4 separate regions of the Mus musculus genome follow, and regions 1, 3 and 4 are each linked to region 2. The links are chromatin contacts, called in public HiCAR-type, HiChIP or PLAC-seq and promoter capture Hi-C maps. All regions are on one chromosome and are shown on one strand. The core of a region is the stretch at or near the end of the contact, and the rest is flanking DNA. Distances in the headings are between cores, read along the strand shown.

Region 1 (6,089 bases), core at 1,558-4,057, 550 kb before region 2:
CTGAATGGTTTCATTTTTCTCTTGAGAGGACTGAGGCCATATCTGCTAGGAAGTTGTGAGAGTGACAGGCCATCTCCATGAAGCTGAGGACTGACTTAAACTGAAGTTGGGCTTTGAGGAGTCCCGGGATCACTGTTAAGTCCTGGCATTAAGTGGACAGTGGTTTAAGTTTTAAACAATGTTTGAGTGTTTAGCAGCTTTATTGACATGAAATTCATGTAACATGCATAACATTTATTCATGTATAATTCCATGAGCTTTGACAAGTCCATACAGCTGTGCCAGTGGCATCATGGTCTAGCTCTAAAACATTTTCACTCTCTTTGAAGTTCCCTTGTGCTCATTTTCAGCAATTCCCTGCACTATCTGCAGGCCCCAGGCCTGGAGCTGCCCCAGGGTCCTTTTGATCAGTAGCACTGAACTTAAGTGTTAGTCTACATATCTAGGAGCCACTGGTTGCTTTACAAAGCACCCCACTCTTTTCATGTTTTCCCCATCTTGTCCTCTTAGCAGATTCTGCTAAACTGGTAAATTGTATTAAGGGAAAATATCTGCAAGAGTTATACTTTCTCTAATTTTTTTTTTGTCTTTTGTGTCCTTTCTGCCTATGCAAACAAATGCCACCAAACACGAATCACTTCCATTAACCAAACATTTTTTTTTTTAGTTTATTTTAGAGTGAACATTGTAGTAATTCGATCAAACTTTAAGGGCCAGAGTATGTTTGAGCATGCTTGATTTAGGGTGGAAACACCCTTAAGAAAAGAAAAGCCTCCTGCAACTTGTTCTAGCAACCATATTCCTATTAAGTCCGAGTATGCAAACTCTTCTGAAGCTATATGGCTTTAGTGACCTGGAGGATACCATCCCTTGTTTTTCACACGTAGAAATGTTTACTCCTCAGAGTCTTAAGGAATACCTACCCGTGTTAGTTAGTATTTGCTAAGTCTTTACTTTCATTGTTTATCAACAGGATCCCAATTGGCATCTGGTCCAGAACATTTGAATGACAATTCCCCATGCGTTGCGTAAAATTTGGAACCCAACCAACATTTCAGGGCATCAAGATACTTACCCAAAAGTTTCTCCCCATTCCCCAAAATGTTAAAGACGCGATGTCTAGTTGAGAACTCAAACATCATTTGCAGAATGTGTGAGTCTGATATTTTCCCTCAAATGATGAACACTAAGAGACCAACTATCCACTAGTTACACTGCAGTTTCAGCTGCTGGACTTAGAACTCCTCCGTTTGGAAACTTCTTGAGAATGCCTGTAGCTCTCAGAGATTACTCCTTGCATGGGCCTCAGGCCATGTGCATTGTGTGACCTCTCAGGCTGAGTGATAGTAGGAGCTTGGGTCAGGCTTGTGTCCTCTGTGAACAAAAGCTCTCTTTCCCTGTGAAATGTGCTTCCGAAGCTAAGGGTGTTTAAAGATAATGCCACTCCTCTTCCAGCATTACCCAGAGAGGCCCTTTATGTCCTTGTGGCCTTAGCCAGCCCCAGCATCACTCTCTTCCTGCCTTCTTACTTGTTCATTGGCCACCACTTCCTCAGATGGTGCGTATTGAGAAATTAGTCTGAGATGGGAGTGCCTTGGACAAATTATAATACCCCTCCTATATGTATCCCTCCTTCTAAGACCTCTGCTACCTCCCAGCCCTAGTACACAGCAGATGCTAAATTCTAAAACATTTTTTCTTGTTGGTGTGCTCTGTTTTCTTTTTTACATTTATTTATTTATTTATTTATTTATTTATTTATTTATACTTACTCACTTTACCTCCCTCTCTCACTGCCCTCTTCTTGGTCACCCCCTTCCCCCATCCCCTTTGCCTCTGAGTGGGTGGGACACCTCCTGAGTGTCCCCCTCATCCCGGCACTTCGAGTCTCTCTGAGGCTAGGTGCAGCCTCTCCTACTGAGGCCAGAGAAGACAGCCCAGCTTGAAGAACATATCCCACGTACAGGCAACAGCTTTTGTGATAGCTCCTGTTCCAATTATTTGGGACCCTCACGAAGGCCAAGATGCACATCTGCTACATATGTGTGGGGAAACCTAGGTCCAGCTCATGTATGTTCTTTGATTGGTGATTCAGACATTGAGAGCCCCAAAGGTCCAGGTTAATGGGCTCTGTTGGTCTTCCTGTTAGAGTTCCTATCCTCTTTGCTTTCTTTTGTATTTTGTTTGAATCATAAGAAGCAGAAAGGGGGAATTTATTCACTGTGCTCACATTGGGAAGAGGGTCCAAAAAAAAAAAAAAAAGAAAAGAAAAAGAAAAAAAATCCAGTGACTCCTTGAGTCCATCTTCAGGCTTCCGATAAAGCAGTTTAGTTTCAGCTTTAAACAGAGGGCCAGAGGTATGCATATCTAAACAACCTCCATCAAATGTGATCCTGCCCATCACTGTTTTAGCTCCATCTTTCTGAAAAGTATAGTCTGATAACGTGCAAATCTCTTTCTGGGAGAAAAGTTTTCCTTCTGGTAGGTCCTGTATGATTCCCAGTAGTTTAATATCTTGAAGTCCATTGTTTCATTCTTATGAAAGCCAAAGGGAGGTAGATAATATACAGTGTCTTTTTTGAATGTCTTCACTCTTTTGATTCTGTCGCATAACCTCAACCTTGAGGTGGTATATATTTGTAAAACAAAAATCATCAACGGGCTCCAAGAAGGAAGAAAAAAGATTAAGAATGCTTTTCATTCCACTGGCCACAAGGGGGAGCTGTGGCAATGAGATTCAGACTTCTGAGGAAGGCCTAAAAGAATTCACTGTTTGAGAGAGGGTTAAGAGAAACTTTGACTTATTTATAGCATGGAAAAGTGTGGTCTGCAGAGGCTCTGAACAGTGCTGTCAGGTGAATGGCTAAACACAGACCTCTTTCTGCACTGAAGTTCCAGCAAATGGTCTGACTGACTTCTTTTATGTGTACCTGCATGGAATTAGAAAGTAGTTGGAGATACAAGAACTGGGAACCCACAGGTAGGTGCAGGTAGAGAATACATCTTTGAAAGCAATATATGAAGCTCTAGGAGCTGGGTTTATGGTCTAACTCAGTCAACTCTAGTCTGGTCCAATCTTGCATGATGTGAGCTCCTATGACTAGCAGTGAATGCTGCAGACCAGGGGTTCCTTAGGACATTTGAGCATACAACCAGTGACAAAATCTACTAGTTAGGACGAAAGAGACCAAGAATCTCATTTCTGTTTCCCTCAATGAATTTCCGTTTATATCATCAAAGAATTAGACTAGCAATATCCTGTGGCTGTTCTTCTTCTGGGCAATCCTCTCCATTCTTGGAGAACTATATTTACACAATAATAGGAAACACTTCCTCTGGGCATATGTTCTATTAAAATAGCAACAGCTTCAGAAGATATCAAGAGCAAAGTCCCATTTGGATTCTATTTTCAACTTCTATCTCTATCTACAAATACCCTGGAAACAGGACTGCCCTGATGCAGACATTTTTGATGCTATCAAAATACCCGAAGATAGAAAACCAGAGGGCATTGGCTGCCACCGAGAACATAGGTCTGAGACAATGTGTTTTAACTCAAGACTCTATCTCACTTTTAATGAATTTGGAATTTCCCTTGCTTTGTGGAAATCTGAGGATGTCATAAAATTGCATTTTCTGTGCGCAGTTGCTCAGTAGCAGAAAGGAAGTTCTAGGATATCTACCCATGCTGCCGTATCTATTCCACCATATTGCACAAAGTGAGAGTCTAGCCAAATAAGTTAACTGGAAAATTATCCACTTTTCTTCAAAGCTTATTTATGTAGCTCATCTTAGAACAAAACAAAGAAATACACTGAAGATTGCCAATTCAATTTTCTAAGCTAAAACCTAACTTGCTTTCTGTGTCGAGCTGCTTTCAAAATCCTCTGAGAACACCAGAAAAGGCAAACACATGCATATCTATCATCAAAATTAAAATTTAATAGTGAGGATCTATAATTTAGTGCATGGAATCTCTTGGATTGTTCTCTTGCACACTCAATTAAAATATTTACAACTCTCTCCCAGTAGTGTAGATCATATTGTTACAAATAAATTTTGTTAACTGCTCTTTTTAAGAAACTGGATTGAAATTAGAGTGATACTATGCAATAGTATCAATAACATATGTAATTGTTGTGAGAGGTTGGATGAGAATTTAATAGTTAAATAGGCAAAACAACTGATAATTTGTAAAGGTAAGTGGGAAAAGGCCTATAATGCAATGTCTTCTTTGGTTTGCTCTGAGTTTTTATTTGGAAAACTGGTTGATAAACCTTCTGGCTCAAGATAACATTAATTAGTGTGTATGTTGACTTTTATGGTTTTTTTGCCAGTGAGAATGTTGATCATTCTTTTCTGGGTCAGTGCCACCGTAACATTCCCTGCACTGAGCAGAACAGAACCAGGCTGCCTTGCTCCTTGTTCTGTAGGAGATGTGAGAAACAGTCTGAGCACAGAGAGATGGAACACTTGTGACAATGACATCTCCATGGGTGCCTGTGCCACACTAACCACAGGTGACAGAGTCAGCTGTGAGACTCTCTCTTCACCATGACCTGCCAGGGCACTGTCCCCTGATTTCTCGGGGGATTTCTTCTGATGGAAATCACTCAAGGCAGAAGCAACAGTGGGAGTTTTGGTCCAAGGTGGACGATTTCATATATAAAACAGATGAACATGTAGGCTTCTCCCACTGAGACACACACTGTCTCAGCGTGTGTCTCAGTGGCCAGATAGAAGGAGCTTAAAGAAAGCTAAATTCAGACTCAGTGACAAAATAAGGCCCTGGCTGCCAGTTAGTCCACTTCCTGCTTTCGCTGGTTCTTCTCCAGCCTCTGCCTCATCCCCACTGCTCCTAGATAGTTCTATTTTTAGGTGACAGCCAAGCTAAAATTGCTTCGTTCAACTCTTGTTAGGGATGGCAGAGTCAGCTCTGGGTTCTCTGTAAGGCTGCCCTCTCTCCAGCTTCGCTAGAGCTTTCAGGAAGTAAAATCTGCATCAATATTTGTTTCTGCCTATCCTTCGGGCAAAACTAACAATGTTTTTTTTTAATTATTTAAAAAGTATTTAACAGTATTTCTAACTAACATTGCTTCCTGTAAAGAAGGTTTCCTTGGGTCAGGGTCCGTTCGGCATCATTTCTAGGCACTGCTCACCTGATTGCATCAAGAATATTTACAGAAAATAGGATAGATAATTACTTTAAATCAGCTTCAAGCATTCTCACTGTTCCTGCATGGTCATGATTACATTGTGACCTGTCCCTTACAATGTCCCCCCTCCCACCTCTTCCTTGTTTTCTATTTCTTCTTATTATCTTCCTTCCTTCCTTCCTTCCTTCCTTCCTTCCTTCCTTCCTTCCTTCCTCTCTTACTCTACCTTGGTTTCTCCACCAAACTTTCTCTCTCCCCTTTCCCACCCTCTTTCTCTTACTTTCCCCCTCCCTGTCTTCCTTCCTTTCTCTCTTTTCTTCTCCTTCTTTCTCCTTTTGTATCTCTTGCTTTCTCCTTTGAAACACTTCATATGTGAGCTTTGTGAAGTAAGGAAACACGATGTGCTAAGGGCACCAATGAATGCTCACAGAATTTTTAAATTATTGACTTTAGCTCACTGTTTTACAGATGAGAAAATGGAGTGCTTAAAAATGAATTGCTGATTTCCACATAACATGACCTGTATGATCCACAGGTAATCTATATATTTTCTACATTTGTTTTGGCTCTTGAACTCTGGCTGACTTAGTCCTCACTTTATGGCCCAGGTTGGCCTTGAACTCAGCAATCTTCCTGTCTTAGCCTTCTGAGTGCTGGGATTATAGGAGTTAAGACCGCATACCTGTATTCAATTCTTTTTGCTCCTTTCAGAATATTAATATCCTAAGTGTGTGATTATTTTCTTCTTGCTTTGCACTGTGTTGGCATTTAATGTCTCAAACAAGTAAGCCACATTTGTCCTTCCGGGAAGGCTTGTGTTCTTATTTCTTCTACTGATGTAGTCTTATGTTCCTTCTGTGTCCAGTAAAACATACATGTACCACCTGGGTTTACTGTTTGGCGGTATTACCAAATTTTTTCTGTTTGTCTCTC
Region 2 (6,084 bases), core at 2,683-5,182:
CACCACATTTACATTAGAAGTTGTGTGCGCTGGAGATAATGAATTCTGTGCGGCATATGCTTTATTAAGGTCTGCTTTTCAGCTTTAAAAATGTTTAAAGATTATTATTCTTTATTTATCCTTTCTAAAACACCCCTAAGCACCTAATATGGGACAAGTATTGAGCAAATTACAGCAAAGATTTATGCTAAACTTCAAATGGTACTCATTGCTTTGGTTTTTCATAGCTGCAGACTACGACATACTTTAGCTGATGTACTGTATACTCTCTTCCCACTATGAATACCTGGTTGAAGACTGGAGAGATGGTCCAGTTGTTAAAAGCATATCTTTACCCAGGACTGATTCCCAGCGTCCACATGATGGCTCACAATCATCCATAATTTCAATTCCGGGCAATCCGATGCCCTCTTCTGACCACTGGCACCAAGCACACTCACAGTGTGTGCCAAGGGCCAGCCTTGGCTTGGTTAGGGAAATCCTGAGGAAGGAATGTTTTGGAGTGGTGGAAGAAAAAAAAACCTCGAATTCAGTGATGAGTGTAAGCTGACAGCTCTGTAGTCTGCTCAAGACAGCTCTCTCTTGATAGGAAAAATTCTAAACACATTCTGGATAGTTCATTTATTTTCTGACCCAAGTCAGAAAGAGTGCTAAAAAAAAAATTCTTGTGTTTTCTGACCAAAGTCAGAAAACTTGCTAGGAAAATTCTACAAGAGCTCTGTTAGCTCTCTAATTAGTTTTTTGGTTTTCCAAACAAAGTCAGAAAACTTCCCAGACAAATTTCAAACAGGAACTACAATAGCTTTCCAGACAGTTCATCTTTTATAGACCAAAGACTAGTCTTTGATGTATATATCAATTCAGTCATTTGCCCTAGGTTCCCTTTTGATTATCCCATGAATCAGCATTTTATGACCTTAGCCCCTTGATTCTTGAAATATAACAGCAAATACATTGTTTTTAACATAGCAAATGAATTCAGAAATCTGTGTGCCTTTGTAAACATAAATAATAAGCTAGCTGAGTGGATCCCAAGATCACCACTCTCACCATTCCTGGACCTAAAGCTGCTCTATTCCAGGCTGACCTTGAACTCAGAATTCTATCTGCTTTTGTAAGCATAAACACTAAGTTTATCTGGGTGGGATCTTGGCCTGAGGTCACCTTTCCCTTAGTCTCTTTATCTCCTTAATATTCTTCTGTTAGGGCTGCTCAGAGAAACCCTGTCTCAAAAACAACAACAACAACAACAACAACAACAAACAACAAAATATCCGTCTGACAAACCGGCTACCTCTGTTCTTTTAGGTTCATGAAGGCCCTCATAAATTCATGTTACATCCTTATATTTTGCATAGGTGCAAAATTATACACTCTTGAACCCATTTTTCAGAGTTCTTTGCCATAGCCTTAAGGTCTGTCTTGAAAGTCTCAGTGTCACAGAGACAAATTCTCATTTCCTAGGATCGTTCTGTTCTTAATTATCATGGAATCATTAACCTTGGCAGAAAAGACTTTCCCCCTGGTGGGGGAGCATATATATATATATATTATGTATGTGTGTGTGTATATATATATATATATATATACATTTATATATGTATACATATGTGTGTATATGTGAATATATATGTGTGTACATATATATGTAAATACTATATAGTATACAACTTTATATAGATATATATAAAGTTAAATATATGTATTATTATACTGTCCAAACAAGCCTTACACCTAGCAACCATCAACACTAATGGAGGCCCACTCCCTGTTGGCTGCTACAGCAGGAACCTTGTGATGTCTTCCTTTCCCTTCCCTTCCCTGCCTGGGCAGGACTCAGCAAGTGTGTATACATACATCCAGGCAAAACACTGATACACAATAAAATAAAATATAAAAACTTGGTTTGAAATCATGTAGATTAGGATATAAGGCTAATTGTAATAATAAATTGAATCTTCTATGCATCCTGGATACAATAGTGTTTTTTTTGAAAACCAGACACATTCATGTTTTCTTAGCAAGAAAAAAATTGACTGATTACATAAGTCTAAATTAATAGAAACAGAATTTGTAATATGTCATACAATAAAAAGAAAACAAAGATTTTATTGTAATCACAATGCAAAGTTTTGCTAGAATTTCTGGGCTTCATAAAGAAATATCTATATTTTGGTTTTGTGACTATGTTTAAACATGCTTTATGTACTTTCTTACTTTTTAAAGTTTCCAGGCATGTAGGAAAGGCTGGAGGTACAGGGTATATGTTTAATGAGAGCACCAACAGCATTCCAGATGGTAACAGGAAATACATAGATGCCCAGATAGATGTGATGATAGATACATGGTAGAATTGTCTAATAATGAAGATGTTGCAAGATCAGCCTCCCCCCTTTTTTCAGTCGTTGAAAGCATTGGAAACAGTTAACCACAAATAAAGAAAGCTCTTTATCAGAAAGCTTAGAAACAAATGGAAGAAATACGAGTTATAGGCACACCAGTGTAATTGAAGTTTTAATGAGGTCCAAATGCAGGTCATTAAACTTAATCAGGCTTATTAATTGATCCTCGATATTATGAGCGAACAACCTCCTGTCCAAGTAGGGACTCGTTATTTGTCTTTATCTTTCTATCACTCATTCAGCCAATTCATTAACGACTGTTTCTCTCGCAGTACCTCAAGGAGTTTCATTGTTTGGTTTCTTGTGCATGTTGGCTCATAGTCTCTTTCACAATTTTCATTGGTTTCTAAATGTTCTTTAAGTACCAGTTATGATCAGCCCATAAGCAGCTAGCTAGTACTTTCATAAGGATGCCTTTGAATAAGTGAAAGGGGGTATAAGATGGGACAGGGTAATAGGGGCGAAGGGGTGTGCAGATTTCACAGGATACCTGTTCTCCCTCAAAGAACCAGCAGGTGGTAGCAACACTTCGTGCGAAGGCTGCAGCCCTGCTCCGCGGGACCTAAACAATAGACCCCCACAAACCAGTACTCTAGTTTAGAAATGGTTAGGGCTGGGTAGAAACTCTTCTCCCTAGTAGCAAGCTCGCTCTGTTCCGCCCCTGCATCCAGGTACCGACTGAGTGGACCTTCTACGGCCTCTCATCACTGTGGGATGGTACTCTGCGGAGCGCGCGCCAGGGAGGTGGCACCTAGACTGGGTGCAGCGACTTGTCCAAGCCAGGTCTGCGCCAGGCACAGACATCGGACTTCCCGGACTCCGCCCCAGGCTTCCCTGCCTTTGAGGCGGTTGAAGGTTCAATTCAGAGGCCCCATCGCTGACCCAGATTCAAGGCACAGAAACAGATACAAGTCTGAAGCTAGCACAGGGACCTTTTCCTTCCCAGACGCTTGCACTGTCTCTGGTTGTTCTGCCCTCCCGTGCTCCCAAGACTTGTTTCTCCTTCCACCTCCTCCTTTTTTTTTTTTTTTTTTTCTTTTTTCTTTTTTCTGCTCACGCCCACCTCAGTTCAATCCAGAGTAGAAGCCCCACTGGTTTAGTTCCTAGAGTTAAAGAAGAGAAAGGGAGGAGCCATAGGCGCAGCGCCTGGGCTTCAGCCTGGCCATCAGCTGCCAGCCAGTAGCGCTTTGCTCCGCTGATGCTCGGGCGCGAGCTACAGGGTTTTAAACACGCCTCGCAGCGGCGCCCACTGGCCGCCTCCTCCCGGACCCTAACTCGTGCGGTCCTCCTGCCCACGTCCCCTCCGCCCGCCAGGACCTGCGGGAGGAGGCCGACCCTCCTCGGCACACGGGCGGGCCCAAGGCGCGCCCAGCGTCTCCACTGCACGCCCCGCTGGGGATCCGGCGCCGCGCACTTGGGTCCTAGGCCCAGAGGGCGGGCTCGGCTCCCGGAAGAGGAGAGCGAGAGCGGCTGAAGGGGCTGGAGAGGGGCGGGCCAGGCTGGGAGAGACGAGAGGGGGCGGGCCCGGCTGCGTTCGCCCAGCTAGCGCTGGGGAGCAGCGGGCGTCCGAACCCGAGACCACAGCTCAGCGACTCCGATCGTGACACCGGCCCCCGCACGATTCCCCAGGGCCCCGCCTAGGGAGCAGTCCCTGCTTGCAGCCTTGGGTCCTCTCCCAGAATCCCAGAGACTCTAAGCTGCGAGCAGACGCGGGCCCCTGGGAAGCGAGGTCCCCAGACCAGAGAGGACACGCGCGACGCTAGGAAAGATCTGCGAGGTGCAGATCCACCGCGGGGGCCTCGGGGGGCGCAGACCTGCAGAGCTGGAGGCCGGCGGGAAGGTGAGCCCGGGATTTGGGAGGTCGGAGGGTACTGTGTCTGGAGAGTAAGGGATTAAGGTTTGCAAAGTAGAGGATCTCTCTAGCCTGGGCCTATGCACACCCTGGATGGGGGTCTTTTATGGGGGAGTACTGGGTATAGCTCTCCAAGGCGAGAGTAGGTTTCTGAGAGACTGCCCCTTCATCCATGCTCTTTATTCTGTGTGTCCTGGGTATTAAAATTCTTCCATCACGTTTCCATCGACCCTCCTGTGCCTGTGACTTGGTGTGTGTGTGTGGGGAGGGGGGTAACCTCACAAAGGTCAGGCTCCCAGCATTCAGAAAAGGTTTGTCCATGCCTCTGACTCCTGTGGCATCTCTCCAATCCCCTCGCTGCAGGGTGGAGCTGGCAGGGGCAAGGGGCAATCGACATCTACAGCCCCCTTAAGCCTGGAAATAGAGGCTTGGAATTTGAGCCCCAACCGTAAGCACGCCCCCTCCAGTGGCAAACAAAGTATCCTGCTTGCTCCTGCCCCAGCTCCACCCCCTCTATGCATCTGGGTGCTTGGCCCAGCCTGCCTCTGCCCCTGCCCACTGATCTTGGCCGTCTGGCACCCTCTCTCCTCCCATCCCTGGGGGAACTGGCAGGGGACCAGCATAGCTGATGTTGTAATATCCCTGGCAGTGCCCATGTAGAAGTGCTGCCCAGCCTGTTCCCAATCAGTTAACTCAGGCCCTCCACCCATCAGGGGAACTTGACTCAGGTGGCTCTGGAAGGGAAGATGATGCTTCTCAAAGGAGAGACCAGTGGGAGTGACTGGTAGGGCTGTTGAGAGTCCTTGGAGGCTGAGCCAGTAATAGGACATTTAGGGACTGAATCTTGCTCATAGCAACTATGGACCCTTGAAAGCTGTGAGCCTTTTGTCTTGAAGGAAGATTGCCATGAGTGCCCCAGTGTACCTACCTAATGACGTATGGATGAGTCTTCTCCAGTCTATTGGCCCATTCATCGTACAAGAAGATGAATGATAAAGACCAGGGAGTTACCAGTGTGCTGGGAATAACAGGCCATGATGGCTGAGCATGAGAAAGGCAGGGCCATTCTCTGGGATAGCCTTTCCCCAGCTCTTCACCGACTCATGAACCTGTCCATATGGTTTCCTATCATTCTTCCATGCCTCACTGCAGGTAGGAGGACTATGGGAACATCTGAAGATGCAGGAAGCCTTGGTTCCCCTTCCTCTACCCAATGCCCACCCAGTGCTTCAGCAGAAGCATCTTGCTAGAGAGCAGCTCACAGCCAGTGAAGATGGAGCAGGGTCCATAGCAAGGACAGCATTTCATTAGACCCCTGAAACTCAGTGCTCTGTGTTTTGCTGCTGTCTACTGACTCTCATGTGCATTTCCTTATACTCCACCAGTCATTTGCAGATTCAGGAACTACTCCAGGCCCCCAGGGCTTTCTCCCATCACCTTTCAGGACTCATTGCTCCCATATATTTGCCCCTAACCTCCCCCCCCCCATACTCTTTCCCAGCACTGTTATGACCCCAGTCAGTGAACAGCCAACGTGATTCATTTTCCATGGCTGTCTGGCTAGACCTAGACATTGCTTGCATCTTAAATGCCTCTCTTGTCTGCAAAGACTGGGAGTAGGAGGTACAAGTGCTTGAGCCAGCATGCTTCTAGGGTACATTCTTGGAGGCCAGAGATCTCCAGGGACATAGAACTGTCCTCGGGTAGGTAATCCACAAATTGGCTCCTCCAATTTGGTCAGCAGAAGGTCAAGAGTCAGATGATAGCTACCTCCTCCCTGTCTGTCCTGAAGGCTGCCTTGAAGCCTCATGGGATCCTTTTCAAGGCACA
Region 3 (6,282 bases), core at 990-3,489, 930 kb after region 2:
GGACTTCCAGATGATTCAACCACTTCTCCAAAAGCCATTTTAGAGAACTTAATCTTCATCAGGCAGCCTCCCCATGCATGCTATCTGTGTCTGATCATATGAATCACTTAGATTTTGCCCTGATGGCAACTGAGACGACTGAGTCTGGAAAGATGGAGGGAAGAAACCGGCCCAGGGAGCAACCCTCAAGCCTGCTGGCTACTCCTTACCTCTGTTTCCATGTGTGAGCCTCTGAGTACTGGCTCAACCTCTTCTTTTACATTTGTCTTTGTTCCCTGGCTAGTACCTGCCACATCCATGGCCTCAATAGCCACCTATAACCCCAATTGATTCATCCTCTTGAGCCTGCACTGTGAACCTTGGGTTTGTGTCTTTTCTGCTCTAACATGGTCTTCATTGTCCCAGCCACATATCAAAACAGAGTGACAGGCCCTTTCCTCCATGGCTTCTGTTCCTGGGCTCTCTATTTCAGCAATCGCACCACCATTTACCAAATGACCTGGGTTAAAAATGATCCCCAGAGCTATTTCTGCCTGGTTCAATGTCCAGTCAAGGTTATGTATGTTTGTTCTACTTCTTCATCACTGACTCTTCTAGCAACATCTAATTTTCTGTGCAGGAACCCTGAACCAGTTTCCATTTGCCTCCCACATGGGAGGTGGAAACTGATGCCCAATTATGTCTGTCTCACTGCATCCAAGCTATCAGACAAAGGCCAAGGGAGCACAGTAGCTCACAGTACAGATCCTTCAGCCATAGCTGAGATCCTTTTCAGTATGCTTCAGCCTTTGCTAACCAGTTTTGTTTGGTTCCTTCTCCATCCTTCTCTTCTGGCTAATGCCGACTAAGCTTCTAGTATTCCAAGTAGCCAGAAACCGTCTGTAACAACTCCACTCGGCTTTGACAAATCTAGCGTGATTAAGGGGTCTCCAAGCTACTCTTTCCATGTGCTATTGCTCTTCACATCTGTCCTTCAAACCACAGGCATCATACAAAACAGTCACTGGCTTGCATAGACCTGGGAATTATGGGGAAAACTTGGCAGGAATCAAAGGAAGCTCTCAATGTAGATCAAGGTCTCTCCACTTCTTGATATTCCTCCAGGAAGGGATGAAGGACACAGCCACCACTTGTGCCTCTCTTCTCTTGCAGTTGCCAAGTTCTCTTTCCTAAATCTCACCCTTGAATTCCCAGGAGCTGCTCCAGATGCAAACACTAAACACTAGGGGACACTTCAGCAAATGAGAGTTCCCTACTCTATCTTGGTCTCTGCCAGTTATCAGGGCTCACACAGACCCTGATCCACGGAACCCCAGGACCCTGTGAATGGCAGAAGTGATCTCCCGGTTGCGCAGGCTGTAGATAAGAGGATATAGAAGTGGTGTGACGTTGGTATAAACCAGCGCTAGTGTGCGATCCAGTCGAGGGGAGTAACTGGATTTTGGCCGCACATACATGAAGGTGGCACAACCATAATGCAGGAAGGTGACAGCCAGGTGTGAGGCGCAGGTGGAGGCAGCCTTGCGTCTGCCTCCACCACCATGCAGGCGGCGCAGGGCAGAGGCAATGGCCCCATAGGAGGTCAAAATGAGCATTGAGGGCAGCAACAGCAGCACCAGGCAGGCTCCTAGCAAGGGCAGTTCATCCACATAGCTCCGTGTACAGGCCAAGTGCAGCAGTGCGGTGATGTCGCAGAAGAAATGCACCAGCAGGCGGGAGCCACAGAAAGGCAGGTGGAACACTGCCACCGTTAGCCCCACGGATACAGCTAGTCCTCCAAGGCAGCAGGCCAGGGCCAGGCGTGCACATAGACCTGGGGTCACTATAGATGCATATCGCAGGGGGTGGCAGATGGCCACGTAGCGGTCATAGGCCATGGCTGCCAGCAAAAAGCACTCAGCCCCACCCAGTGCCACAAACATCTGCATTTGGACAGCACAGCCCAAGAATGAGATGGGACTGCCCCTGCCATGGCCAGGCATGCTCAGGTCAGCTAGAGAACGGGGCACCACCACTAGCGTGTAGCAGAGTTCAATGGCTGACAACTGGCAAAGGAAGAGCAGCATGGGTGGCCTGCTTGGCACGGAGATCACAGCCACCAGGATGAGCAGGTTACCACTCAGAGTGGCCAGGTGCACGGCCAGCAGCACCAGGAAGAGAAGGGGCTTCAGATGTGGAAACTCAAAAAAACCTTGAAGGAGAAAGCCACGGGGTATGGTGTTATTGCTAGGGATGTCCATGCACTGGAGTCAGGCGGCACCTGTGGGAGAGAAGCAGAGGAAGAGTGAGCCTGTGGCAGTGGCCTTTCTGACGGCTGAGAAAGGATTACTTGGGACTTAGAACAGAATAGGGAGGGGTGGCTGCAAAAATGGTCCACGATTCACTACAGGTCCCTCTTCCCTACCACATCTCCAAAGGGATATCTTACCAAGTAGTGTAGCTTTTCCTGTCTTCCATACTAGATCTAAGTAGCTGCTTTTTCAAATTTCAGTTTCCAGAGAAGTCCTGATTCCCAGAGGAGCCTTTGGTCTTATATCACATCATTCCTGACCTCCATATAAAGAGTCAAGCACTGGCCACACTAGGGTTCTGTATTACCATAGGTCTTAGACTTCAAGGTCCCCCAAAGCAGGATGTGTCCCGGCCTCTCTACTTCTTCTCCATCCTCTTCCTTAGCTAGCTTTGCCACTGTGAACTGCCTTCTGAGTTGTGTCATGGACTCATAGAGTACAACATATATACGGGTCTTCTAGACAACCTCACTCAACTTCTTAGTTTTAAAGAGGAAGATATAACTGAGCTGGGATTGGGGCTGGAAATACAGGCTTTAAATTCTCAAAGAAATTAATAAAGAGAAAGAAAGAAAGAGAAAAAAGAAAGTAATTTCCCAAGACTGAATCCGGAAGTCTCCACAGCCCATATAATGTTCTAGAATCAGGTCACTGGAGTCAAGCTGACAATATATATTACTTTAACCTTCACTAGAGACCTAGCGTTATGGTACATACTGGGACAGACACTCAGGCAGCCAGGATGCTCTGTGGGAGATCCTGTTGGAGTTGTCAGGATCCAAATTCATCAGACATTGTGACTGATACACTAGAAAAAGTGGTGTGTGTCTGTCTATCCTGGCTCAACTCTCAAAGTGAGTACCTTCCTCAGTTGTCATCAGATCCCAGATTCTCTCTCTCTGTGACTCATCTGTAAGTAACAGTTGGGAAACATTGTCACTCTGAAGGTCTACTCTGCTGCTCAGAGTCTTCTGAATGTAACAGATGTGGGATGTAACAAAGGCTGTGGGACCTGCAGGAGGATGTTTGACCTTTTAACAGATGTTGAAAAAAAAAACCCTATTTTTAAAAATTCATTATGGCTTTTAAACACTTAATCCTAGACTCAGACATTCAATGTTCTAATCAACATGGACTGTGTAATTTGTTCATAGTCCTCATGCCAGGGTGCAAGAGTGGTGAAGTCAGGTGAAAACGGCCACACATAGTTGAATGAAAGAGCTGCAAGGAGAATGGCTTTTTCCATTGAATGCACCTTTTAGAGAGTTTTGATTTATAGACACCATCTTATTCTCTTTCTTGTAGTATTTGAAGGGAGCATTTACTAACACATTCTATTCTAATGGAGAAAGAGGCGGGTGGGACAGGAATAGGCTTGAGAGGGGTAGACTCACTTCCAATGGGGTTTAAACCCTTCCCACCTTTTGAGAAGAGGTGGATTTTCCCATCTATCGAACACATTCAGCCAACTTGAGTCCTGTGCCCATTCTCAGCCAGATGCTGCAGCATTAGGAATGAAGTTCAGAGAGACAGAATTGGTGTCTTGAGGTTGCAGGCAGATCAACCTTCTGGAGTGCCCAAGACAGAGACAGCTCTTGAGCTGCCTCTGCTGGCCTCCTTACCACTTCCTTTTCATCTCTGTACAGAAGCTAGTGGAGTGGGCTCTAGAAGGAGAGACAGACACAATCTGTTTTAATTTCTTCCCTTTCCATGATGTAAACCAGGCAGATGGCAAGAAACATTGGGTGGTGGATCAAGCACCTGCATCAAGTTGCTCAAGGAGAATCATGTTTCAAAGTAAGGCTGCCTAAAACAAACCAGATGGGTCAACTAATTGAACATGACCAAGGGGCTATTTCTGCTTTGCTTAGCTTTTCAGGAGGGATTGATATAAACTCCAGGAATGTAAGCTAGCTGTAGTAGGCTAAGAAAATGGAAGTATCAGCTGGCCATGGTGGTACTCAGCTTTAATCCCAGCACCGAGAGCCAGAGGCAGGTAGCTGCATACTCTTCCAAAGCATCAGTGATTCAAACCTGCAGAGAGAGAGAGAGAGAGAGAGAGAGAGAGAGAGAGAGAGAGAGAGAGAGAGAGAGAGGCCTGGATCACACTCCTCTCTCATAAAGATGAGGGTGGAAATTTTCACTCTTCTGGCAGATTAATAGCACCAACAAAAATAATGAACACTTAAGAGAGTTCTAGGGAAGTGATCAGGAGGACTTGAAACATAACCCGTTTAACCTAACAACAACCCAGTGAAGTAAATGGATTCTTCTCACACTCATTTTAGAGGTGAGGAATTCAACTTCTAGATAACTAGCTAATGCTAGAGCCAATTTGCAGGCAAGAATCTTAGCACCCAGTAACCTTTGGTTTTACACATTTGTTCTGCATGGTCTAGACAATGGTTTGTGATGGTTATACTTTCAGTTTTAAATTACTTGATTAAATATATAGCAAGGCAAAGTAAAAGAATAAGTAACAAAATAGCCAACAAAACACCACCAAATTAGATGCTCAAACCATCCAGCAGAAGAAGCTGGGGAGAAGATTCAATTGTTAAGAATACCATCTGTCTTTGCAAAGGCCACAGGGTTTGGCTCCCAGTATGCATATGGTGATTCAAAACTATCTGAAACTCCAGTTCCAAGAGATCTAATGTCCTCTTCAGTCCTCTGCAGGCATTAGGCATGCATGTGGTATGCATACATACATTAAGGAAAAACCTCATATGCATGAAATAAAAGTAAACATATCTTTAAAATTTTCATAAAAGAAACAGGGTCAATAATAATAAAAAAAAACAGTCAGAAGAAATGGACTGAAGTAGTTCTTTTGAGGCAGTTAGCCTGTGTTCTGAATAGAGATTTGGGTAGTGCAGCATCTCTTTGAGTGAGTCTTACACATAAAATAACTAATAACAGCAGAGATATAACAATCAAATCAGGGGCTTGGGCACAGAGAGCAAAAACTGACTGCAGTAGTCCCTTTGAGGCAGCCAGAGGCAATCCCAGGTAGAGCAGAGGGCCCTGTCTGCAGAGCCTTCCAAGTCAAAGGAAAACCAGCCCCAGATACAGACAAGATCAACAAATCAGGCACTCAAAACACCCAGCAGAAACCAACTGGGGAAGCTGTGCCAGTCAGCTGGCATTCCTGAATGATGAGTTTCCCACGGCTGGATTTCTGGCTTCTCTTCTACCCCTATAGGCACTTTTATATCATGTGATAAACAATGGCAACCTCTGTTGCAGAAGGTTCATCTTCTAACTATTTTCCCTCTTTCTCACAGAGTTAGGAGACACAGCCCATCCCCAGACAAGGGACCTTAGAGGACACACTGAGACAAATAAGCTTGTGGGTCTGTAATAGGATAGGGGCAGTTCTGCTCCAAGAGCCAGCTTCTCAGTGAACTGAAATAACACACTTTACATATGTAATGCACATCATAACTCTATGTGGCCCTCCTCATTTAAACGTCCTCTCAGACTGCCTCTGCACAAGAGGCAGTTATCCCCTTTCTATGGTTTCCTGCATACTAGAAATGACTCCCAGACTGTCACATATTTCTGTCCTCAGATTTACCTTCACTGACATTTCTCTTGAGGACAGTGGATGTGAATAGCAATGCAGATCATTTAAGATAGCAAACCTAAAAATAATTTCTCTTTAGTTTTGACATTCATCACTGATCTTGTTATTGTTCTAGCAGACTCTTGTTTCTAATTGTGTGAGGCTTCACAAAACACCCACGGAGTCATGGCTGGCTGGTGGCCCGGGACATCTGGATGTGGTTGGAAGGATTTCTGGGTTAGGGATTCTGACCTTGGATTCAATTTTTGCTGTGTTGGCTAATAAAAATTATGTTACAATAATGTTTCTCATTGGTCATTTCAATAGCCAATCAAAGCACTGCTAAACACAGTTGTACAATGGATAGAAGAGGAGATATGAGAGACAGACAGGTCAGACTTCTGCAGCTTTTGAGAGTTCCAT
Region 4 (6,374 bases), core at 346-2,845, 640 kb after region 2:
ACTGGATAAGTGCACAGCCAGTGACTCCAGTAACTGAAGGTTGTCTCTGTACCTCAAGTTTCCATTCAAAGAACTACAGTGTAATTTATTAAAGAAATAGAGAACTTATGAACCTGAGTTTCCCAACAAGCTGCTGGGTTTCATCCAATTATAAGCATCTAAGTTTAACGAACCACAGGTAGTCAACCATCAGAAGATCACGTCTTAGTACCACCAACTCCTCACCATGACCAGTTATTTCTGAGCCTTAATCACTTTTTCTGTCTGTAAATATTAAACGCCCACATTGCAGAGTGGCACTCTTTGAACCTCTCCTGATGCTACCTAATGTCTGAAGTGTTCTTTGCTAAAGGTACTCTAAGTTGTCTAAAGCTTTCTTTTAACACTAGCTATTACTCTCAGCAATATAATGGTGTAAGAAAATAAAAGTAAGTACATTTTTAACCTGTCAGTATGTGATGTGCGTATGTTTGAATATTACAATGTGGGCACCCCACATGAGGAGGTCTTTCCTTGTTGTCCACCTTGTTTAATCAAGGTTCTGAATATACAGCAGTATTATGTATGCTAAGATAAGTGGCCAGGGAGCTTCCAAGGACTCTCTTGTCTCTACCTCCTATCTCATAGTAGGAACACTGGGATTACAGATTAATGCTACTAAACACAGCATCATGTGTACTCTGAAGATCAAAAATCAGGTCAACACAGTTGCACCATTGACCCACTAAACCCCCTCCACAGACGAAAAGGGAATATATTTTTGTTTTTCCCCCCATATCATCTATAATACCAAAACTTTTAATAATAAATGATAACAATAGTATATGGTTCCAGGATATACAAAGCAACATATCAAGACCCCACCCCACTCCCCCAAAAACCCTAAATAAATGAATAATACTAGTAGCAGATGAAGTCCTGTGCCTTCCCTCTTGGGATGTAAGTCATCCTTTTGTTTAGTGTGTCCACACTGTATATATTACCTACCTCCATTTCTGTGACCACCTCCGTTATCAGATCAAGTGCTGTACTGATGAAATACTTATGTTCAAGTAACATTTTTATTATAATAAGGCACAAATTTTAGTGTGGCATGTTATGGTTCTTCTAGCATTCATCACTAATGTGCCTAATTTATAAGTTATAATTTACTGTGTGTAGAAAAAAAACATAATATGTAGAGTTTCATCTACAGTTTCAGGCATCCCCTGGGTGTGCTGTAATGTATAGAATGAAGATTTTTTAAAAGACCACTATGTCAACTGTCAAATTCATTCTAAACATTGTTCTTATCTCTGAGAAAGTGAATACAATAAAAGATGCAATTCGGAACTTCCATATTGCCGGTCTTTAAACGTCATCCAACGCAAATTTGGATCCTTGTGTATTGCCTTCTTGCTTGAGGGACAAAGTTCTAGAGCTGGCTGCACACACTTGAGATCCTTCTCTGGATCTGACCTTCCCCTTTATCTCAGACTCCGCCTTCCTCATCCGCTCTTGGTCTACCCGTGTACACCCCTGGGCCAGCCCTATAGGGCGGGGCCTCTCCCGGAGACTGCGCACTAGGGCCCTTAGCAGACCCGCCTGCAATTCGCGGACTACGATTGGCTGCTTGCTCTTCAGCTACCTAAAGCTCTTCGGCAGCCCAAGGCTTCAAGTTCACTTTCTCTCACCACTGTAGAATGGGGCCGGCGCCGCGCATCCTGGAACTCTTCTACGACGTGCTGTCCCCGTACTCCTGGCTGGGCTTTGAGGTGACACGGGGGAGCCGCCCGGGTTGTGGTCTGCGAGGCGAGTGCACAGTGGGGCACTGATCACCGGGCTGCAGAAATTCCAGTGGATGCCCTCAGGGTTAGCACAGGGTTCAGGTTCAAGTTCACTTTGTGCCTTTAAACGGACCGAGACTCCGCCAAGTAGGGTCCTGATCCTAAGGTCAAATATTCTCTTTCCACAGACCCTAGAAAGAACAGAGGCAACTCCAATGAAGCTAGGTCAAGTTCGGGGAGGGGGATCAGGGGCGCTAGGATGCTCTACGGGATGAAAACCGTACACTGGAGTAAGCATTCTGGTATCTATTTCAAAGAACTGAGAGTTTTGTCCTATTAAACCAACCAGTTCAGTGTGAAGTCCCCATCTCTGTCCAGCACTTAGAGGCAGAAGACAGCCCTCAAATGCCACACAAGCTCCCCTTCTTATCTCTGCACTTGTAGGTCCTATGCAGATACCAACACCTCTGGAATATAAAGCTGCAGTTGCGGCCCACTTTAATCGCTGGGATCATGAAAGACAGCGGTAAGCATGAAGAAGCTCCACCTCTCTGGGCAAGGAGGGTTGCTTTCTGTGGCCTGAGGGGCCTGTCCTGCACTGAGTATGCAGACCTCAGCCTAAACTAGTAGTTTGCTTTCTACTGGAGAGGTTCCAGTAGACCCTCATGTCCTCTCTCACCAGTTGTCTTAACTCTCCACTGCCAGGAAACCAACCACCTGCTATGGTTCCCCGAAAAGGCCAGTACATCTTCAAAGAGATTCCTCTCCTGAAGCAGTTCTTCCAGGTTCCCCTCAACATACCCAAGGATTTCTTTGGTGAGACTGTGAAGAAAGGTGAGGAGGAGGATGAAGAGAAGACTCGGCAGTTAAGAGCACCGGCTGCTCTTCCAGAGGACCTAATTTAATTCCCAGCACCCACAATGGTGGGTCACAACCACCTATAACTCCAGTTTCAGAGGAAACAGAAATAAATAAGTGAAGAGGGTCAGAAACACTGGGGAATGTAGTGGAGAGCAGTCCAGCTGAGGCTTTCATAGGATATCAAGAAATAAAACATGCTTGTGTGGGGAACCCAGCATCAGCTAGCCAAAAGAGAGGGATGGGAGAAGCAAGAACTGCATAGAGTAAATCCATTATGAGAAACTGGAATTAAAGACTGCAGGTGACGGAGCTTGGGGGAGTGTCTGAAAGAAGGATGAGCTTGGGGGCGTGTCTGAAGGAAGGATGAGCTTGGAGGCGTGTCTGAAGGAAGGATGAGCTTGGGGGCGTGTCTGAAGGAAGGATGAGCTTGGGGGCGTGTCTGAAGGAAGGATGACACGGTCCTCCATCAGGACAAAAGGAATAGGAATCTTAGCTCTACATGCCTCTGCCCCCACAGGAAGTATAAATGCCATGCGCTTCCTCACCACTGTAAGCATGGAGCAACCAGAGATGCTGGAGAAGGTGTCCAGAGAGATATGGATGCGTGTATGGTCTCGAGTAAGGGCTAAACTCTGAATCCTGGAGGGAGGGGACGGGGAGCTAGATGAGATTCTGACCTTGCCCGGGGCAATTTCCAGAAATAGGATCCTGCTGTCATACCGGTCTCTTTGCTATTTCCTTCTGGCTAAATGTTCTCTTCTTCTTAGGATGAAGATATCACGGAGTATCAGAGCATTCTGGCTGTGAGTGTCTAGACTGGACTCCCTACTATTGTCACAGGGAATCTGAGAACAAAGAAGGGTTCTTAACGATTGAGAAAGTTAGTGTCTGAGGGGACAGGTTACTATAAAGTTGGGATGAAGAGGATTCTTTGAAGAATGTTCTGTGGGCTATGGTTGTAGCTCGTACTTAAGCGCAGTTCATACTTAGTCTGCTTGAGTCCCTTAGTTTAATCCCCAGCCACAGCAACAAAATGTCTACTGTGGATAGCATATGAATAAAATGGGTTTGATGAAAAAAAAAAATGAAGTAAGTCAGTGTGGGAAAGGGAGGACCATGTGGGAACCCTGGATGGGAAAGGATGGAGCCTTCTGTTCTCAGGCCTCCAGGGATTCCCAGCGCAAGCTTCACTGATGTATGCCCATCACAAAGCAGGAGACTTTACCCAGACAAAAAGATAACTGACAAGTGAGAATTAAACAGATGCTCAGTGAGAAATAAATGAAAAGTGCTCAAAACATGGAGTGCATGCCAGACAGGGAGGGGGCTTTGAAAGTTAGATGTTCTTTGGAATGAAGTCAAGAAACTGAAAATGATCTTTTTCTCCTGTATACAAATGATACTTGACACATATTCTATTACTATGTGAGACACCAAATCACTCCTAAGCTAGATATGCAAAGAATGGCTACATTTCCCTCTAGTGTCTATATCTAGTTTCTAAAGGCATATACGTGGGGTCTGTAGTGTGTGTGGTGTGTGTGTGTGTGTGTGTGTGTGTGTGTGTGTGTGTGTGTGTGAGTGAGTGTGATGTGTGTTTAGTCTGGTTTTACTTAATATTAGCATATCTTTTCACTTCAGTGGCTCATCCATTTCCCCTGTTTCTCAACAACTCATTTAACTATTAGGAACAATAGCTCATAGGAGGTCAGGTTGTAGCTTCTCAACCTGGGCTGTACACTGACATAGCCATGAGTGCCAAGTGTCATCCTGGAAAGGCTGATGTCATCAATTAGGGAATAGCCTTCATACTGGGACTTTGAATAGCTCCTTAAGAGATCTCAGGTTGGAACACCACTAATTCTAAACTTTAACGTGCATCCTAATCAGAAGCCCTTTCATTGTCTGGAAGCTAACAGGTAGTTGTAGCCATGACTCTATTCCAAAAATCTTGAGGAGAATCTACAGGTCTTAGAACCTACCCTGAGACTGTTAGGAATTCTAAGGCAAAGGGACAAAAGCACTCCGGGCTTGAATTCTAGGGATATGGCGTTTAATGATGCTATTGACAAAAGTCTGTGCCTCTAAGCAAGGAATAAATGGCTGTTCTGTGTTGTGTCCTCATTGTGAAATGGAGAAATGAGGCTAGCTGGCCTCTGTGATGCCCCCTGGTGCAGTTTCTGTGACTTTGACTTCTTTGTGCCCTCTGCCTTTTCCGCTTACCTCCAGACTTTGGGAAAAGGAGACAATCTGTCTTGACTAGGCTAGATAACCTGTTACTTGCAGTTGAGCAAAGGTCTTTCCAGGAAAACTTGAGAACAGAGAGGGAAAAGAATAGGATTTCCTTCCACCCCCACAATGCAGTCTCAGCAATGCAGTGTCAGCGACGACAGCTCTTCCTTGTCTCCCCAGGCAGCAGTGAAGGCTGGAATGTCCACAGCGCAAGCCCAACACTTTCTGGAGAAGATCTCCACACAACAGGTGAAGAACAAGCTCATTGAGAACACGGATGCAGCCTGCAAATATGGGGTGAGCAACTACATGTGTTTCCCCAGCCCCTGTCTAAAGAGAGAGAAGTGATGTCACCATGGCTGTTCATGTTCATGGCTGTTAGCTGTCTTCTTCCCATCATGAGTCTTCCCCAGCTTTCCTAAACATCTCCTCCACTCCCTTTCTACCCCCTTAGCCTAGTCAAGGAAGGAAAGGATGGTGGTTTTTAAAAATAAGAATCTATGTGCCACATAGGTAGAGCTGAGAAGATTCCTGAGGCCAATGAGTCTCTTAGCAGACCTTTCATTTGCTTTGTTCTCTGCACCTCAGACCATCATCACTTGCTCTATCACCTTCCTTCCCATACTCTTGTTTTCTCTAGGCCTTTGGGCTACCCACCACTGTTGCCCATGTGGATGGTAAAACCTACATGTTATTTGGGTCTGACCGCTTGGAGTTGCTAGCTTACCTGCTAGGTAAGTTCAGGTTTTCATTCACTTGACCTTTTGACCCCAGCCCAACACCCGTTATATCACATGACCATAACAACAACAATAAAAGCTTCTGGTATTTCTAACAGGGAAGCCTTACATTTAGTTGGTGCTGATCTAGGTTGCGTGATGTTCTTAAGTCTCCCCATAGGGGAGAAGGAAACCTTCTAGACCTTGAAGCGATAAGCAGGTCTTAGAAGGTCCTGGGACTCCTTAGGACCATCTCCCACTGCTACCTGTCTTATAACCACGTATAGACACCTGTGATTTTTCTCCATCTAGGAGAGAAGTGGATGGGCCCTGTACCCCCAACTGCGAATGCCAGACTTTAAGACTGCCTTACAGAGTAATCTTTGATTTCTCCATCTGATGTGGCCCTGGGAGCTGGAGCAAGAGTCCACCTTTAGCTGTGCCTGCCTTTACTTCTGTGCCTCACAAGTGCCTTTTGAAAAGCCTTAAATTCTGCATTCCCATAAAATAAAGTTGATGCCACCAGACAAAGCATTTCTGGGTCTGTATCTGCCTGGCTGGGGTTCAGGTACCATGATCCATGATCGGGTACATGCTGCCCACTCCAGAGTCTGGGCAAGATGAGCTCTTTCTGGATCCACAGCCCTCCTTGCTCCCCCAAGCACACTGGGGAAACAGTGGAGTAAGTGCAGGAAGCAATGTCCCTTTCCTCTCATTTATCAAAGACAGGAAACTAAGCTCAGAAGACTTAGCAACAAATCAGCTTAGCATTCACTGTCTCTGACCAGCCAGGGAA

The links. HiCAR-type assays count read pairs that join an accessible place to other places. HiChIP or PLAC-seq counts read pairs in DNA pulled down with a chosen protein or histone mark. Capture Hi-C pulls out chosen DNA fragments and counts their contacts.
Region 1: an H3K4me3 HiChIP or PLAC-seq map of the SCID.adh cell line shows a contact between it and region 2, with 11 read pairs. The contact joins the enhancer-like site here to the promoter of Ephb6 in region 2. A contact is called at or near these places in 11 of 39 promoter capture datasets (the 3T3-L1 cell line, HPC-7-derived erythroid cells, embryonic stem cells and 6 more), 5 of 484 Hi-C or Micro-C datasets (DN3 thymocytes, cerebral cortex and double positive thymocytes) and 7 of 115 datasets of contacts at active chromatin or transcription factors (the 230-238 cell line, the SCID.adh cell line, bone marrow-derived macrophages and 3 more).
Region 3: a contact with region 2 is called in a promoter capture Hi-C map of liver, with 2.6 times the contacts expected there. The contact joins the promoter of Olfr455 here to the promoter of Ephb6 in region 2. A contact is called at or near these places in 7 of 39 promoter capture datasets (cranial neural crest, embryonic stem cells, liver and 3 more) and 1 of 9 other capture datasets (liver).
Region 4: a contact with region 2 is called in a HiCAR-type map of astrocytes, with 5 times the contacts expected there. The contact joins the promoter of Gstk1 here to the promoter of Ephb6 in region 2. A contact is called at or near these places in 18 of 39 promoter capture datasets (the 3T3-L1 cell line, the HPC-7 cell line, HPC-7-derived erythroid cells and 12 more), 1 of 15 datasets of contacts at CTCF or cohesin (pro-B cells), 24 of 484 Hi-C or Micro-C datasets (the AML12 cell line, B cells, the G1E-ER4 cell line and 16 more), 20 of 115 datasets of contacts at active chromatin or transcription factors (the SCID.adh cell line, astrocytes, craniofacial prominence and 12 more) and 1 of 9 other capture datasets (embryonic stem cells).

The regions. Positions count from the first base shown.
Region 1 is chr6:41,053,039-41,059,127 of GRCm38.p6, forward strand. It overlaps Tcrb. Among named protein-coding and RNA genes, the nearest start is that of 2210010C04Rik, 21 kb to the left of the region's middle. Within about 2 kb of position 2,808, at least 14 of the 459 cell types and tissues checked have an H3K27ac peak or open chromatin away from gene starts, as enhancers often do. A contact at or near this core is called in the SCID.adh cell line, where this site is marked.
Region 2 is chr6:41,601,579-41,607,662 of GRCm38.p6, forward strand. Ephb6 (Eph receptor B6) reads left to right here and starts at 3,933. Exons shown (of 18, transcript NM_001146351.2): 1 at 3,933-4,242. Gm27549 (a small nuclear RNA gene) reads right to left here and starts at 727; the gene lies at 666-727.
Region 3 is chr6:42,536,781-42,543,062 of GRCm38.p6, forward strand. Olfr455 (olfactory receptor 455) reads right to left here and starts at 2,240. Exons shown (of 1, transcript NM_001081301.2): 1 at 1,287-2,240. The coding sequence starts at 2,240. The coding sequence ends at 1,287.
Region 4 is chr6:42,244,340-42,250,713 of GRCm38.p6, forward strand. Gstk1 (glutathione S-transferase kappa 1) reads left to right here and starts at 1,596. Exons shown (of 8, transcript NM_029555.2): 1 at 1,596-1,754; 2 at 2,211-2,292; 3 at 2,472-2,600; 4 at 3,145-3,245; 5 at 3,395-3,430; 6 at 5,040-5,156; 7 at 5,500-5,593; 8 at 5,891-6,102. The coding sequence starts at 1,683. The coding sequence ends at 5,940.